Regions from separate parts of the Danio rerio genome. Here region 2 is linked to region 1. A link is a contact called in public Hi-C data. All regions are on one chromosome and are shown on one strand. Each heading gives the region's core, a stretch centred on a gene start, on an enhancer-like site or on the middle of the called end of the contact. The rest is flanking DNA. Distances are from core to core; before and after follow the strand shown. Region 1 holds the start of mindy3 (MINDY lysine 48 deubiquitinase 3). Region 2 holds the start of nmt2 (N-myristoyltransferase 2).

Region 1 (7,547 bases), core at 3,784-6,283:
GATTTTAAAAAATGAGGCGTGTTGAGGCACATTGCTGGTGCGTTGCTATTTTGAGAAACTATAATAGTCTGTTTTATAGACTAGAACAAAGCCTGTCTATTTTCCAGCTCAGAGCACTTTAGTTGTGTGCCTCGCTTACACACTGCTTAATACACACAAGATGTAGAGCAATACGCAAATATCTTTACATATGAAAAAGAATTCAAATATTAAGGATATATATATATATATATATATATATATATATATATATATATATATATATATATATATATATATATATATTTATTTATTTATATATAAAGGATATAAATATAAAGGATTAAAATTTTACAAAACATTATTTTCTAGCCTACATAAACAAAAAAACATACTTTCATGCCTTCTTTTTCTCGGGAGGCTTTTTCAGTTCATTCATGACCATTTGGTTTTGTATAATGTTATAATTGTATAATTATTATTAGCAATATTATTTATTATATGCGAATTTATATTTGTTTTTTTTTTAAAAGCTAAGCTAAGATTTGCCCACCCGTCAGGTTTTAGACCATATGGGGCACAGCATGTGTATTTGGATATAACTCAGGTTTTTAAACACACTCTGTTATTATTGTTCATTTATTTGTTTGCTGGAAATTAGAACTGAATTTAGAAATAGTTTTGAAACAAATATTTGCGCTTAACAAATGAAATTAATTATTTATAGGCTAATTGATGTCTGTGTGTACAAGCTTTCCCTATTGACCTTATTCTAAAATGCGGAAGTGCGCCTGTTTTCGCGATTGTCTTATAACTTCCGTTTCAGTCGCCTATGGGAGAAATGACAAGGAATAATAAACGGCAAAAAACGGTTAAACTACTTGCTCTACAAACAAATGTTTGCATGACTATACAGACCAAGTAAAATAATATAACAAGGAAATATCAGTTTGCAACATCAAACAGCGAAACGAGCAGTTTTTAATGTCTAAAAATGAATGGAAGTGAATGAGACCGGAAGTCTCGTGCCAAAAAGATTCAAATGGCAGCGCCCGCTCGTCTGCGGAGAATAAGGTCAATACACGAGAGCGAAAGTGAAAGTTTATCATTTGTCTCATTCTCATGGTGTAGATCAGGGATCACCAATCTCGGTCCTGGAGGGCCGGTGTCCCTGCAGGGTTTAGCTCCAACTTGCCTCAACACACCTGCCTGGATGTTTCAAGCATACCTAGTAAGACCTTGATTAGCTTGTTCAGGTGTGTTTGATTAGTGTTGGAGCTAAAATGTGCAGGACACCGGCCCTCCAGGAACAAGTTTGGTGACCACTGGTGTAGATGCTCTGTTTAACTGTTTTCTTGCTAGTGAAATGCTTAGTTTTTCCACTTACACTTACTTTACGTCATGTAAACAGCAAATGCGGTATAGCGCAATGCAACTGACTCTTAAAGGGAATAGGAGATGAGACTCTGATTTATGATGGTTTATTCTCAAAACCCACCTCATTAAGAAAATAAGCTCAACCCCTTTTAGACAATGGGCCACGACTCAAAGCGGATTTTTCCGTCCTTAAATTAGCAAAAGTGGATTTTGACATGCCCCTAATACGTTTGCACCCTGCACTTTGCGCATAGATCGTCAAAATAGAGCCCAAAGTCTTACACAACAATTCTGTGTTTTAAATTTCAAGTCATTTTTCAAATAAGGGTCTATAGCGGGGGTGCCCAAACTTTTTCTTATGAAGGGCCAAAAACCAAACTTGATTGAGGCTAATAGGTTGGAGGTAAATATAGCTGCCTAATTTGCTAATTTATTAAATAATATATTTCAAAATGACTAGGAAAGATTGTTTTACAGCAACTAATATAGTATTTTTTTACATTTAATACTTAATTTATTAAAGTAAAAACAAAAAAATCTAATTTATAACAGATTTACACTAGTTTTTTTGCTTGATATGCTAACTGATGTATTTTGCATAGTCTTCTATGCATGACAGTATTTACATTTTAAAAAAAAAAGCTGATTCATTTACCAAATTTACCCAACCCTCTCCATCCTTCTAACTTCCCTCAGATGTGATGGTGGCCAAATTAAAGGTTACAATGGGCCAACTTTGGCCAGTGGGCCCCACTTTGGGCATCTCTGCTCTATAGTATTATGAATGTGAAATAAAAAAAATATATAATTTTTTTTAGAATGGTACTACACAGTAGTAAATCTCAACCTTATTTACCATTAGGTATACAGCAATTTTCCAGAAGAATATGAAGAACACACTTTTAGATGCATAACATGAATGGATTTAAAAAGGACTGGGAGTAGGTAGAGATATTCAGTCATAAAAACACCTGTCCCCTGTGTTATTGAGTAAATCTGCACCATAATGTAAAAATCTGACATTACAATATTAAGTTTTTCTGTGATACGAATACAATTTCACCAGATCACTTGAAACAATCTATTCTGCAATGTGACTATTACGAATGCGCACATTATGATATTGATGCTAAAATTATATATTGTGCAGCCCTATTATTGAGTATCCAAAACAGTAAGGTGGATTGAAACAATGCAGAGCAAACCTGAGATATCTTTCCAGTTCAATCCTTCAGTGTTAAACAGAATATTCTTCAACAGGAAAGCCTGAGGGACACAAAGTAAACAAAGTTAACTAAATAAACAAAGCACATGAAAAAAAAGTTAAAATTGCATAGTGTGCATTACATCAAAACTAAGCATTATATAGAAAATATGCGTTTTGCAAAAAAATAAAATAATAACATTTTATAAGTTGAGGCATATACAAATTTGAACATTCACAAAAGAGAAGCACATTCAAATGAATATGTAAATAGTTGCTGTGCACTTTCCACTCATTAGGAAAACAAACAGAAGAAAAATGAAAGGAAGATGAAAACAGCAGGGTAAAAAAAAAAACATTTCGATAAAATGGAAACTAAAATTTGAAGTGACAACCAAAAATCCTAGATATTCTATGACATGGACAAACAAAATAAATAAACAAATATAATTCTGTGACTTTCAATGAGAGGAATAGACCTTTTAATATTCCATGATATTCCAGGAATCCCACCATGACCCGTGGGAGGCCTGCAATTATTTGATGGAAAAATCTCAAATTGTAAGCCATTTAGAAAATTGGTTTAAAAGTCCCAGAAGGTGTTTATATCTTATTAAAGTGTATTTGGAAGAATGTTTTGTAACCTAAACAACTGACATTGGCTAAATAGTGAAAATAAATCATTGACTTTTGCTCTGTCCATTAGTTTCAAAAACACACATTTCTTTACAACACAAAACATTTATATTTTAAAACCCTTACATATACCTTGGGAACAATTTAACAGAAAAGTTTAGTGGTTTTAAAACCTTGACTTCTCCAAACCATGATAAACCTTGAAACTGGTTATTGTCCTATGCCTACATTAATCTAAACAACAGAAAATAGGTTCAGAATGGCTCCAGTTCCCCAAGATTTTCCTTTAATTTGTCACCTGTCTATATGTCATATCACTACAATGCAGCTTTTATTTTAAGGACTATACAAAGGTGTGGATGTAGACATACTTTGTTGCTGACTAATAGTCATAATTACTTATTAAGAGAAATAATACGCCTAAAGAGAAAGCAGATTAATACCTGCACAGGTGCAATGACAGCACATGGTCCACCTTCAAACTGCTCCAGCGCAGAACGCTCAGTCTCACTGAACACAAAGCCTGTAGAAAGCAATGCAGCAATCACAAACCTCGTGTCACATGTCTTTGTTTAGCAATGCATCACAATTCATAACAGGGCAAGCAGTCAAAGTGAAGCAACATGGACTTGGCACAGCTCTTTGCTGAGCACTGCAGAATCGTTACATTACCAGTAATGGATGTACAGTCAACTACGGGAAAATAATTATCATAATAAACAGTTGCCTGTTCCTCTTGATTTGATTTTTAGATATGGATTTAAATAAAATAATAAAATTTGTTTTATTCTATAAAAAGCATACAAACATTACAAATTTCAAATATATGATAAACATATTTAAAATGACAACTGGTAAGAATAACAAATGATTGAAAATCAGGGTTATTCCAACATATATAGATTTTTTTACCCTGATGTTAAAACAGTGATATTGTTTTGTCTAAACATGACATTAAACGTCTGGAAACATGTCACTTTTTGATTTTTTTTGCAACAAAAATGTTACAGACTACATTTTGTAATGTAAGTAATGAAGAAATGTCATCAAGCATGAAATGTCATTATCATTTACTCAAATGCATATCTATAAATTGAGTAAAGTGGTTATGCAATATCTGTAACTTTGAAACTGACACAACCTAGCATTACTAAGCATTTAAGGAAGTCTCAACAGCTCTTACCTTGAGACCACCTGCGGAACAGGGATGCAGGAACTCCTCCACCGCTGGGTCTGCCCCACACCAGATCCACCACTTCTTTATTCGTATCTGACATTTTTGCTCTCGGTCGTCTTTAATGTTGACTCAAAGCATGCATCAAGACCAGTGGACAGCCTTGTGACAGCTAACCGCTGTAGTGTACTCGACGTGGCTAGCGCACTCCTCCTGGCCTGCTTCTGTATTCCGCTGAATCTTACAAATGTGGTTTTGGTGAGCAGGTGGCATTTGCCACGGATGCGCTACCGATGCGTAAACTGTCCCGTCAGCAATGAATAATCTCGCGCCAAAACCCTAAATGAACGCTAGCCTTTGAATACGACAGCACAGCACAACAGCTCATACAATTTGTACCTGAAATGAATGCTGTCTTGTGGGTTATCCGACACTGGGTACCTTAATTCAAGGTTTCTATTCTGTCCGTTTAACGTTAACTGGACAGGCCTGGTATGTCCTCAGTGAAGAAACTCACTCAGCAGCTCAGCAGACGGTTTTAACCGCTTGCTACGTTTTCTAACGTCCAAAACAAACGTTTAGCTCGTTCCTCCGACAGCCAATTCTAAGAGTAGCCAACGGCTGTCAGTTGCACTCCACAACACCTAGAAAAAATAGGAAAAAATCAATGAAAATTGCTCGTTATGGGTAAAGCAGACCGCTCTGTGGTCCATTCAGTTTATTTACTACGTGCCTCCACCTCAAGTTCGACTTTTGTGAGAGATTGGTTCAAATCGAGAAGGTTCTGGTGACGCCTGGCGAGGCAGAGATTCGATTGGCTAATCTGCCCATCAATCAGATGGCAACGCGGCGATGTAGCCCGCCTACAGTACGGAGGCTGAGCTTGAATATAGTGAACTGGGCTAAGCAATGTTATATAAGAAAGAGATTAGGCTGCCATAAATTCTTAAAATACCAACTGCGAAGACGGCGCTCCCATAGAGGGTATAGTGATTTATTGGAGCCAGTGTTACTTCGTAAACTGCAAGGTGCACAGTGTTTAAATGGTCAGAGCAAAAATCTGTTTTTCTTTTTGAAAGTAGATGATGCAAACTGGATTAAAAACAATTTGTTTTTACTGACCCCAAATATGTTCATCTATGTGTCAGGGATCCCCGTTTATAAAATGCTCCTAGTTTATAAAATAATCAAAAACTTTTTTGCTGTTGCTTTAGAAATTTTTTATTAATTTTATAAACTATTTATGCAAGTACTATACTTTTCTTGTATAAATAGTTTATTCACAAAAGTTACATTTAGTAATTATCTAATCATCATATATAGTTTTTTTGTTCGCTTCTTTTATATTTTTTTATTATTTTAATACAATTATGGTTTTAAAAAACCTTTACCCCATTTCTCCAAGCACATAACTGACTTGTTTACTTCATTTAAAAACATTTGACTCATGTCCTTTTTTATTATTACACCCATATTTGGTGCTATACACTTCTTAATAGTTTTTTTTTTTTTTTTGCAATCTGTCTGTTTGTGCAATTTAAATGACACTTTTACTTGCTGACAACAGCAAGTTGTCACTTTTAATTTCTCTGCAAATATTTTAACCGATTTAAAGCGCAATTTAATTAAAAAAAATTTTTTTTTACATTTTTTTCAATTTTTACTCCATTTACTTTCAATCTTTTATAATAATATGCAACAAGAATTTCAGAGTTTTGTGAAAGCAAGTCAAACGAAACATTTTTTTTTATTAACAAGAACAAGCATGTACAGTTTTCTTATACAATACAATACAATCACTTTACATTTCTTAACAAGAATGAAATAAGTGAAAAAACAAAGGAGAAGAGAAAAAAACAGAGGAGAGGGTACATGATTATCAAATTACATACAAATATGTTTCGCACATTTTATAATTTTAGTTATTTACAAGAGTTAGTAATGCACTTTTTTTTTTACAGGAAATGCATATATACAAACAGTTTATGTAAAAATGTTAAAGGAGGAGCATATATTAATTGTTTTAATTGCTTTTCTATTTTGAGAAATCTCTTTTATATACATTTGAATCTCTTTTTCTAACACCATGAAGAGAGGTTTGCTTTTGGAAAACTTGGATTTATGTATGTGAAATTTACATAATAATAAAATAAAATTTATAATAAAACCAGCATCTTTTAAAGAGCGATCCTTAACATAAAAACCCAACATCACATGTTTATAAGATAAGGAAAAGGTTTTTAAGATATTACGAGCAATAAAAGCTTCAACATTGATCAAAATAGTCGAGTATATTGGCAAGACAAAAATAAATGTGAAATAGTTTCATTAAAGCTTTCGCAAAAACAGCATTCTAACTCAATATCAAGTCAAACGAAACATCTGTACAACAAACTCTTTGAGACTTTTATTTTGTTAAACATGTGGTGACCCAACAGGAAGTCGTTCCATCTGATTCAAGTTTCAGCCCATGCGTACTTTCACGTTGACAAGTGAACGATCCTTCACATAGCGGAGTCTCTTCCTAAACAAAGTGAGATTAATACATATTTTATCATCTAACAATGGGTGGACAAGCAAAAGCTAAGAAGAAAATCAAAGCCAAAAGAAAAGACACCAAAGCAGACGGAGGTATGTCTGTTTTCAAAAGCCATGTGTTAAAATGTGTAACGAAAAAAGGCTTTAGAGCATGTTATGTGAAATGGGTCAAACATTAAGCACGTTTCTTGATATAGAATGGACACTGTTAGGGTCACCGCTGCGTGTTTTAGCAATAACGGTTCGATGTAAACATAACACTGTCCACGTGATTGTTTTTAAGCCATGTGGAGATAACTGTGATTTACAGTTTGTCTCAGTCGCTTTGGTACTTTACTCAGATCAGATTTCTCAAAACTATCTGTTTAATCGTCACATCGTTGTGTCACTTGTGCACATCAAAACAGCAGTTTCTCATTCCATTGAACAAGTTGCAAATGCTTTTGTACATCAATGCAAATGATTATGTGTAATTCTCTACTGTTTCCTACATTATCAGTTGCTTATTTCATGTTGATCAAACTCGATTATTTTGGTCTCTGTTTAATAGTTTGAGCCCCCAGAACATTTAATCATTTGCTCATGGCTTAAGTCTTTAAATGCAAAATGGCTAAACAAGTTGTCATAATATTTTGTCAT
Region 2 (7,547 bases), core at 2,829-5,328, 310 kb before region 1:
TGTAGAGCTTCATTGTCCGCTGTAGTGTCATGTTTCTGCTGAGGTGGGAAAACTTCACCTCCACAAGCTTCCTGGGGTTTAGAGAGCGATGCCAATATCTGCGAAGATACAGACACCAAAACCACTCAAATGCTTCAAATAACCATCATATATCCCAAACAAAAACCTTTAATAAGAATAGATTATTTAGAGCCTTTTTATTTACCTGCATGTGGATACAGGTTTGGGCAGCACCACACCAGCAGTATACACGGCCTGGAAAATTCCCTCTAAATTGACCCGCCGCGTGATCTCTCGGATTAGCACAGGAGCAACACGCTTTGAGCGCAATTTTTTATGCACACACAAGAAGTTAATCTCCACCATCCTCTTCAACCTTTGGATGCAAAGAGAATTAGCGCTATAGTAGGGGGGCTGGAACAATGAACAACTCTCACAAAATACAACAACAAATAAAAGTAGTTTAAACGTCTTATCTGGAGCAGGCAGAGATGTAATGTGGCCTCATACTCACGTGTCATAGATATGGATGTCAGCAGGAATTGCACTGATGAATCCCACCAGCTTCTTATTAGAGGAGACCCTGACACCACAGTGCCAATGGGGCAGCCAACCTGGTGGACGCAACGCCCTTACAGTGACAGAGACCAAAAGATTTCAATATCATCAGATTTTAAACTTGCTGAGAAAAGAACGTACTGCATTAAAGGGTTTGTTCATGTAAACATTTTTCACATTACTTATGACTAGACAGAATCTGAGAACATTTTTTTGTGCTGCTTCCTCTCTCTATTTGAGTGCATTAGCCATGTATCTATGTTTGAAATAATAAACTTGTGTTCATATAGCTTTTTCTTTGACTGAGAATGGTGTCAGTCACAACTTTCAGGTGTACATCAGGCCTACAAGCTAAGGCTACTGTTGACAGTGAAAAGACAAGCCTGATTAGGGTGACCTGTTCTGAACTATACTGCATCGCTCTGTGAAAAAAAGGCATTACTAGGGCCGGACAGAATATGCAGACATTTTTTGCTATTTCTGCGGTATCATAACTAAAAGCTTAACATACAAAATAAAAAAAACAATACCTTTTTAATTTTTTCTTTATTTAATGTTTGTAATGCAAATCAAATTAGATAAAGTATCTCATATATTATATCAACTAAAATATTGCTTTACAAACTTTATTGTAAATTTTAATTTTATTATTATTATATTACAAAAATATTAGTGAAATTAATTTAAAAAAAACTAAATAAATATAAATTTACACACATTTACATAAATATATAAACTCAATGATTGGCTAAAAATCAGATTTTTTAATTGATATTTTGAAGCATTAACATTTTGGGTAAACATATTTTCAATTAATGGACAAAATATCTCTCAATTTTGATATAAATATCTGATTGTTTTATAAAGATGAACAAAGTTCTGGGTTTGGAATGACATTAAGGTGAGTAACGATGACAAAATTTCCACTTTAAAAACAAAAAATGATGCCCAAACCATTACTTACCATTTTAGAAAATTAGGAGAATAATCAAATCTAAACATGTTGTCATCGTCCTCAACATAATTTTCATTCAGCAAAGTGTACAATTCCTTTAGCTACAAGACAAAAGAGAAAAACAATCACAATTCTTTACAATTTTAACAAATCACAATGAATAGCAAATACAAAGTACAAACATTTTACACAATGAAAGCCAGTCCTTTCATGCATGTACGTACCACTTCAGCATTGCTAAGGTCCAGCGTGTCCCACATAAAACCCTGTGGGAGGGAATATGGCTCTTGTCTGATATTTTCTTTATCAGGCTCAATTGGTCCATGTGTTGTCACCACCTCATCTGCAAAGAAACATAAGCAGCTGTAAGACTTTCAGTGATGATCCTTTATGTATGTACAGCAGGGATTTTACAATGTTTTTGTAATCTCAATCTCCTAAGAACATTTCTCGTAAGAATTAATTTGCATTGTACACAGCTCTAAATTAGGGCGACGCAGTGGGTAGCGCTGTCGCCTCACAGCAAGAAGGTCACTGGTTCGAGCAGTTTGCATTTCTGTGTGGAGTTTGCATGTTCGTGTGGGTTTTCCTCCGGGCGCTCCGGTTTCCCTCACAAGTCCAAAGACATGCGCTATAGAAGAATTGGGTGAGCTAAATTGTCCGTAGTATCCGCTTGTTAAGTGGTGACGTGTTTGTGACGTATGTAGTACTGTTTCCGGGTCCAAGCCGAAATTCATTTGAGTGGAGAAATGGCTAGGCTTTAATTTTAATTAAAAGTATTTTCTAATCGGTTGCCTATTATGATGTGAATATACCCCTATAGTGCATACTACAGTTCTTTATTGTGTGGCTTTCTCAGATTTCTCACCTGATCGCCAAAAATGACTAATTATATCCCTGGGAATGTCTGACACCGGTGCATACATAACATTGTAATAGACGTGCCAGGCACGAAAGCTTGACAGGCGTAAGAACAGTAACTAAGGAGGGCGGGGCTTAGCAAAGGGTCAATTCTGAGCTGGTCATAATGTCCAAATCTAAAAAAAAGCTTTTACGAGCAACATGCAGTAACCATGGCAGAAAGAATGAATAAAGAAATCAGTATTATGCTTGTGATTAGACTCATTCTAATGTTTATGGTAAGATTATGTTTCCTAAATGCACAATAAGTTGATTATCTTGGTAAATGCAACACTGTTTGAGCAATAATGAAACATACATTGCATACATTTACTAATAAAAGCATGCAGAGATGTATGACTTACTGAGTTTGGGCACAGGTTGAGTGTCCCAGAACTGGTACTTGTGCTTTGTGGCCTCGTCTATGTTTTTGGCTGGACCTTGACAGGTGGACAGGAGCTCCATAGCTCTCTGAATGTCCTGCAGTTTCTGCATGGGAATGGCAGGGTTCTAGGACAGGAACAGAGATCAAATCAGCTTTGCTAAAAATAAAAAATGAAAACTATTTTCTGACAGCATCATACTATGCATTAAACCAGATCAATGAACCTTTATCTCCTGAGAATCAGAGGCAGAGTCAGACTTGGTTCCTCCTGAGCTTGGCTTCTCCTTCTTTCTCTTTTGCTTCTTCTTTTTCTTCTTTGCACCAAGATCACCACCAGGACTCCTTAACAAAGCAGATATACCTTACTGACAATACATAAAACAGTTTAAGCAGTTCAGAGACGTGCATGACAGGCGAACGCGTCAACGATGTGCTATGACAAACACACGGAGGGTGACTTCCATAAAACCAAGTGACAGTCCATTCATGGAAGCAGGTCAAACTTTATGGTGTTTCCTGGGGGATGTTAGTCTGCCTGACAACAACAGAGAGAGAGCTGTTCACATCATCCTCGAGCTGACAAAGATGCTCGACTCTGCAATGCTGCCGCTCAGCTCATAAAGAGGATCAAGCGTGTTTGTATTGTTCAGAATCAATGAAGACACACTAATGAAAGCTGACGGATGCTTTCCTCTGCTATTGTGTTGCTCTCAACAACACTGGCGACTTCAGAAGAACGCGGACTAACACATGTAACTTACCGAAATAGAGCAGAGAAAGGACTGGATGACTTATTCGATTGCTTTAATAAATGCTTTAACATTAAAATCAAGCTAGCTACAGCTAACAAGTTTAAATTAAACGCTGCATTAAGTAAATATCGGCATATCTCAGGAATGTCTCCCTAATGCATTAATTGCAGCGCTGTTTTCCCACTACATAATTAACGAGCTATAATATTAGTATGCTGGTTTAAAATACACTAGCTCTCCTCATGGATACCTGGTTGCTAAGCTAACCGTTTGTTTACATCTCTGTGGCAGCAAAACGGCGGCGGGTGATCCTCGCACTGGCGGACGGCGGGTCTTTCGGCTCGTGCTCACCCCTGCATGTGCTCATTTTCCTCCTCGTTGTCTCCATCGATGCCGCAGGTGTCCTGGTCGTCCAGCTCCAGGCTCTGCTGGCTGGCCGCGGACTCGCTGTCCTCCGCCATCATGGATGAATCTGCTGCAAATCCTCACGACGAAACCACTCAATAAAAACGACGGAAAACAGCACCGTCTACCGATTATTGCCACTAACAGCTCGTCAGAGTGCAAATAGAGAGGAGGAAAGGTTAACGCGAAGATACGCGTTTAAATGAATCGGTTTGAACAGTATGAACATGTTTAAATGGTTTATTAGTAATGTTTGAACTAAAGAAAGTTTTGAGGTCTTGACAATTATGTTTATTTGGCAACTAACGTATAGCTCTGATGTATCATTTTCAATCACTAAATTGTTGCAATATTAGCACATATATATATATATATATATATATATATATATATATATATATATATATATATATATATATATATATATATATATATATATATATATGTAATAATAATAATTTGAATTTGTGTGACCCTTTTATAACAAACATTCTTAAAAATAGACAAATAAATAATAAGGATTTTGGTTTCAACACTTGTGTGTGTGTGTTTGTAAAAAAAAAATTATATATGTATTGATCTTAAACTAACAATTTTATTTTTTCCATTCCAATTTTTCTTCTTTTTAAAACACATGTATGCCAGTATGTGTATGTAATTTTCATCAGATTGGGAATCATAAAATTATTTACCTTTTTTTGTTGCTTTGATTACTTCCTAATTTTGGAAAGCCACTTTGAATAAAACTGTCTGCCAATTATTAATCTGAACAGGCCCGTAGACAGGCGTGTTCAGGTTGTTCGAAAGACCCACCCCTCACTGACAAGGTCCAGAATTTGTGCCATACATGAGCTTATTTGTCCCATTTTGACTGCTATGCCATAATAAATTGTGAAAATAACCCATCGAAGAAGACTTTAACACCAAGCATAATCCTCTGCTGCATGTCGCTTCAATGTGACTGAAGAAGATTGAATGTGCTGGCCAGTTTGTTATTTAAATGAATGATATTTATTTAAACCTAACATATTACTATTTTTTCTAATGATATAACAAATTTGTATTAAAAATAAGTATTGTACTCATATTTCTTCATTCTAAAACTTAAGAAAATATTTTTGGTGCATCAAAAAGTTTATGATGACCATGCAACCAGCTAATCCAGCATAAAAAAAAGCTTAAAATATCACTAAAATGCAACCTACTAATACTTCTTAAGTGAATGGAAAATGATGTAAACAACAGCAAAAGGCCCACTTTTTAAGAGAAAGCAGAATCTGCCCTTGCCTTCATTCGCTCACCAAAGTTTCTGCATTGTCCTCTATCCATCAGGTATACACATTTAACCTTAATCTGATTAATTTACAATAATTAATTAAAACATTTCATTCCAATTAGCTTTTAACAATAAAACAAACAAAATATATATTTGAAAAGACAGGCCCCATTCTCCTCCCTCTCTTCTCAGATGCAATGGCAGGCCAAACTAACTTTGGCCCGTTGGCCTTAGTTTGGGCATCTTTGATCTATTGGTTAAGTTCATTCATTCATTTTACTTTCGGCTTGGTCCCTTTATTTATCAAACTGTTAAGTTTGAACCTCTTCTGACATTATTGTAAAATCTCACCAAACTGTTCAAAAGCCCTTGATTCATGACCTCAAAGCTATAACATTTATTAATTAGTATTTGATGAGCAAGGTTGTGTAAACACCCTTACTTGAAACACGTCCAGTCATTCTTCAATACTTTTTATTTAAAGTGTTGAGTCAAGTCATTTTTATTAATACCGCTTCAATATTACATGGCGCATGTATTTCAAACTCTTGACTTGGTTGTAATTAGAAATCGTGAAAATGATGTTCAGCCACTGTTGATGAGGTTTTTCGGCTTTATTGGAATAATATGCCTGAATTATAATACAAGCAACCAGAAGTACAAACATTCAAAGTAATTTGCTGAAGAGCCAAGTGGTTACCCAGGCAACAAGCCAGACCTTCAACAGCTTTCAAAACATGATACATCGCTTTCATTCCTTCATCAGTACAAACACACACTGCATATTGCGTCTGCAGCAGACACACAGAGAAACACACAGGCATAAACAACTGGGTGAATGAATATGTACATACATACAAGCAAAATATAAAATCATAATCACAAACGCACTGAACGTTGAGCAGGGTAAAAAACTCTGAGATTATTAGTGAAAATTGTATATAAAAATATTTAAAAAATAATAATAAAAAATAATAATCATGTAAAATATATATTTGTATTGCTGTCAACAGAATATTTGAATAGCTTACTGGAAAAAAAAAACGGCATTTAGCATGACAGCAGCACTCGGCAACGGCATAAACAAGCTTGAATTTCTAATATCTGATCTAAATTGAATCATAAATATTTCTCATTTTACATTAACTACGCATTGTTTCAATCCTCTCAACATCTTAAGTGATTCATATTAAATTGTACATGGCAATTTTTTAATTGGATCCCAGATTTGACCGTTGGAACTCATTGTATTTCCAGAAACAACATTAAACCACTAACACGCATAAAATGAGATCAACGAAGTGTAATGCCATGTCAACATACTGAGAACAACATCACATTAACTGATAATGATGCAGTGGAAAAGGAAATCTACTTGCGTGTATAAATGATCACCAGAAAGGCACTTAAGACAAAAGTGAGAGTTTGGGAAAAGGAAAGCTGGTGGCTTTTTATGCATGTGTGTTTGTATCCAACTCTCGTCTGAACATGCCGTCCACTTCACACAATAAGGCAAAAGCAATAAAATAACAACATACAATGAAATTAAAACACAGTGGTTCAAATAAAAAAGGCAAAACTAAAGCTACAATGATCCTTCAGTTTAAAGTAATGCATAGTGTTGGCAAAAATCCTACTCACGAAAGAAATGCACAAGAAAATCTGTGCTCAACGCAGCCAAAAGGCGAACAAATGATGCATTATGTAAACTTATTTGGCTTTACGAAGCTTCAGCTGTATTCTACTCATTAATGCGTGAAACAAATAAAACTTAAAACAGGTGTGATTTAGATTGTAGATCCCATTATAGTGGTTTTATGTGTCTTTAAATCTATTAAGGTGTGGAAGACATTCCACCGGTCCTCCCATAAAAATAAGTGCTGGGAAACACTTAGTGGTGTAGTTGCAGTGTACACATGTGGCCACTAGATGTCATATTGCTCAAAAACAGCAGCATCTCATATAAAGCATAAACAACATTTCACCTTCAATACAATGGCTTGCAATATTTTTTGCTCAAAGTGTATGTCTGGAAAGCCATAGCCGTTGTGCATTAGACTGTTGGGTTTTAATGACGTCCATTTTGCTTGGAAACATCAGTTTGTTCTTCCTTGTTCAGTCTGGAGGCAGACCTGTTCCAATATCTATTTGTGCTATGGCTTTCTTGGCTTTCATTGCCACAGGCAAACAGCCACGCACAGACCTGCGCTCATAAGGCAACTCCATTCAGCAGTCCAGCTAGGGACCACAGGGGAAGCACTTTAAGAGATGGTTCATCCCAAAATAAAGCTTCTGTCATCCTTCAAATCACAAGGT

Evidence for each region. A called contact is a pair of places that touch in the nucleus more often than the background predicts.
Region 2: a Hi-C map of hematopoietic stem cells shows a contact between it and region 1, with 2.0 times the contacts expected there. The contact joins the promoter of nmt2 here to the promoter of mindy3 in region 1. A contact is called at or near these places in 3 of 18 Hi-C or Micro-C datasets (fibroblasts, hematopoietic stem cells and an unstated tissue) and 2 of 4 datasets of contacts at active chromatin or transcription factors (caudal fin and embryo).

Annotation. Positions count from the first base shown.
Region 1 is chr16:31,392,408-31,399,954 of GRCz12tu, reverse strand. mindy3 (MINDY lysine 48 deubiquitinase 3) reads right to left here and starts at 5,033. Exons shown (of 15, transcript NM_001077756.1): 1 at 4,380-5,033; 2 at 3,640-3,719; 3 at 2,562-2,622. The coding sequence starts at 4,473. si:dkey-12j5.1 reads left to right here and starts at 6,858. Exons shown (of 9, transcript XM_073926114.1): 1 at 6,858-7,001. The coding sequence starts at 6,935.
Region 2 is chr16:31,702,070-31,709,616 of GRCz12tu, reverse strand. It overlaps nmt2 (N-myristoyltransferase 2), which reads right to left and starts at 4,078. Exons shown (of 12, transcript NM_001199754.1): 1 at 3,902-4,078; 2 at 3,023-3,140; 3 at 2,779-2,923; 4 at 1,738-1,856; 5 at 1,523-1,614; 6 at 515-631; 7 at 206-376; 8 at 1-98. The coding sequence starts at 4,014. It overlaps fam171a1 (family with sequence similarity 171 member A1), which reads right to left. Exons shown (of 9, transcript XM_073926083.1): 9 at 5,831-7,547.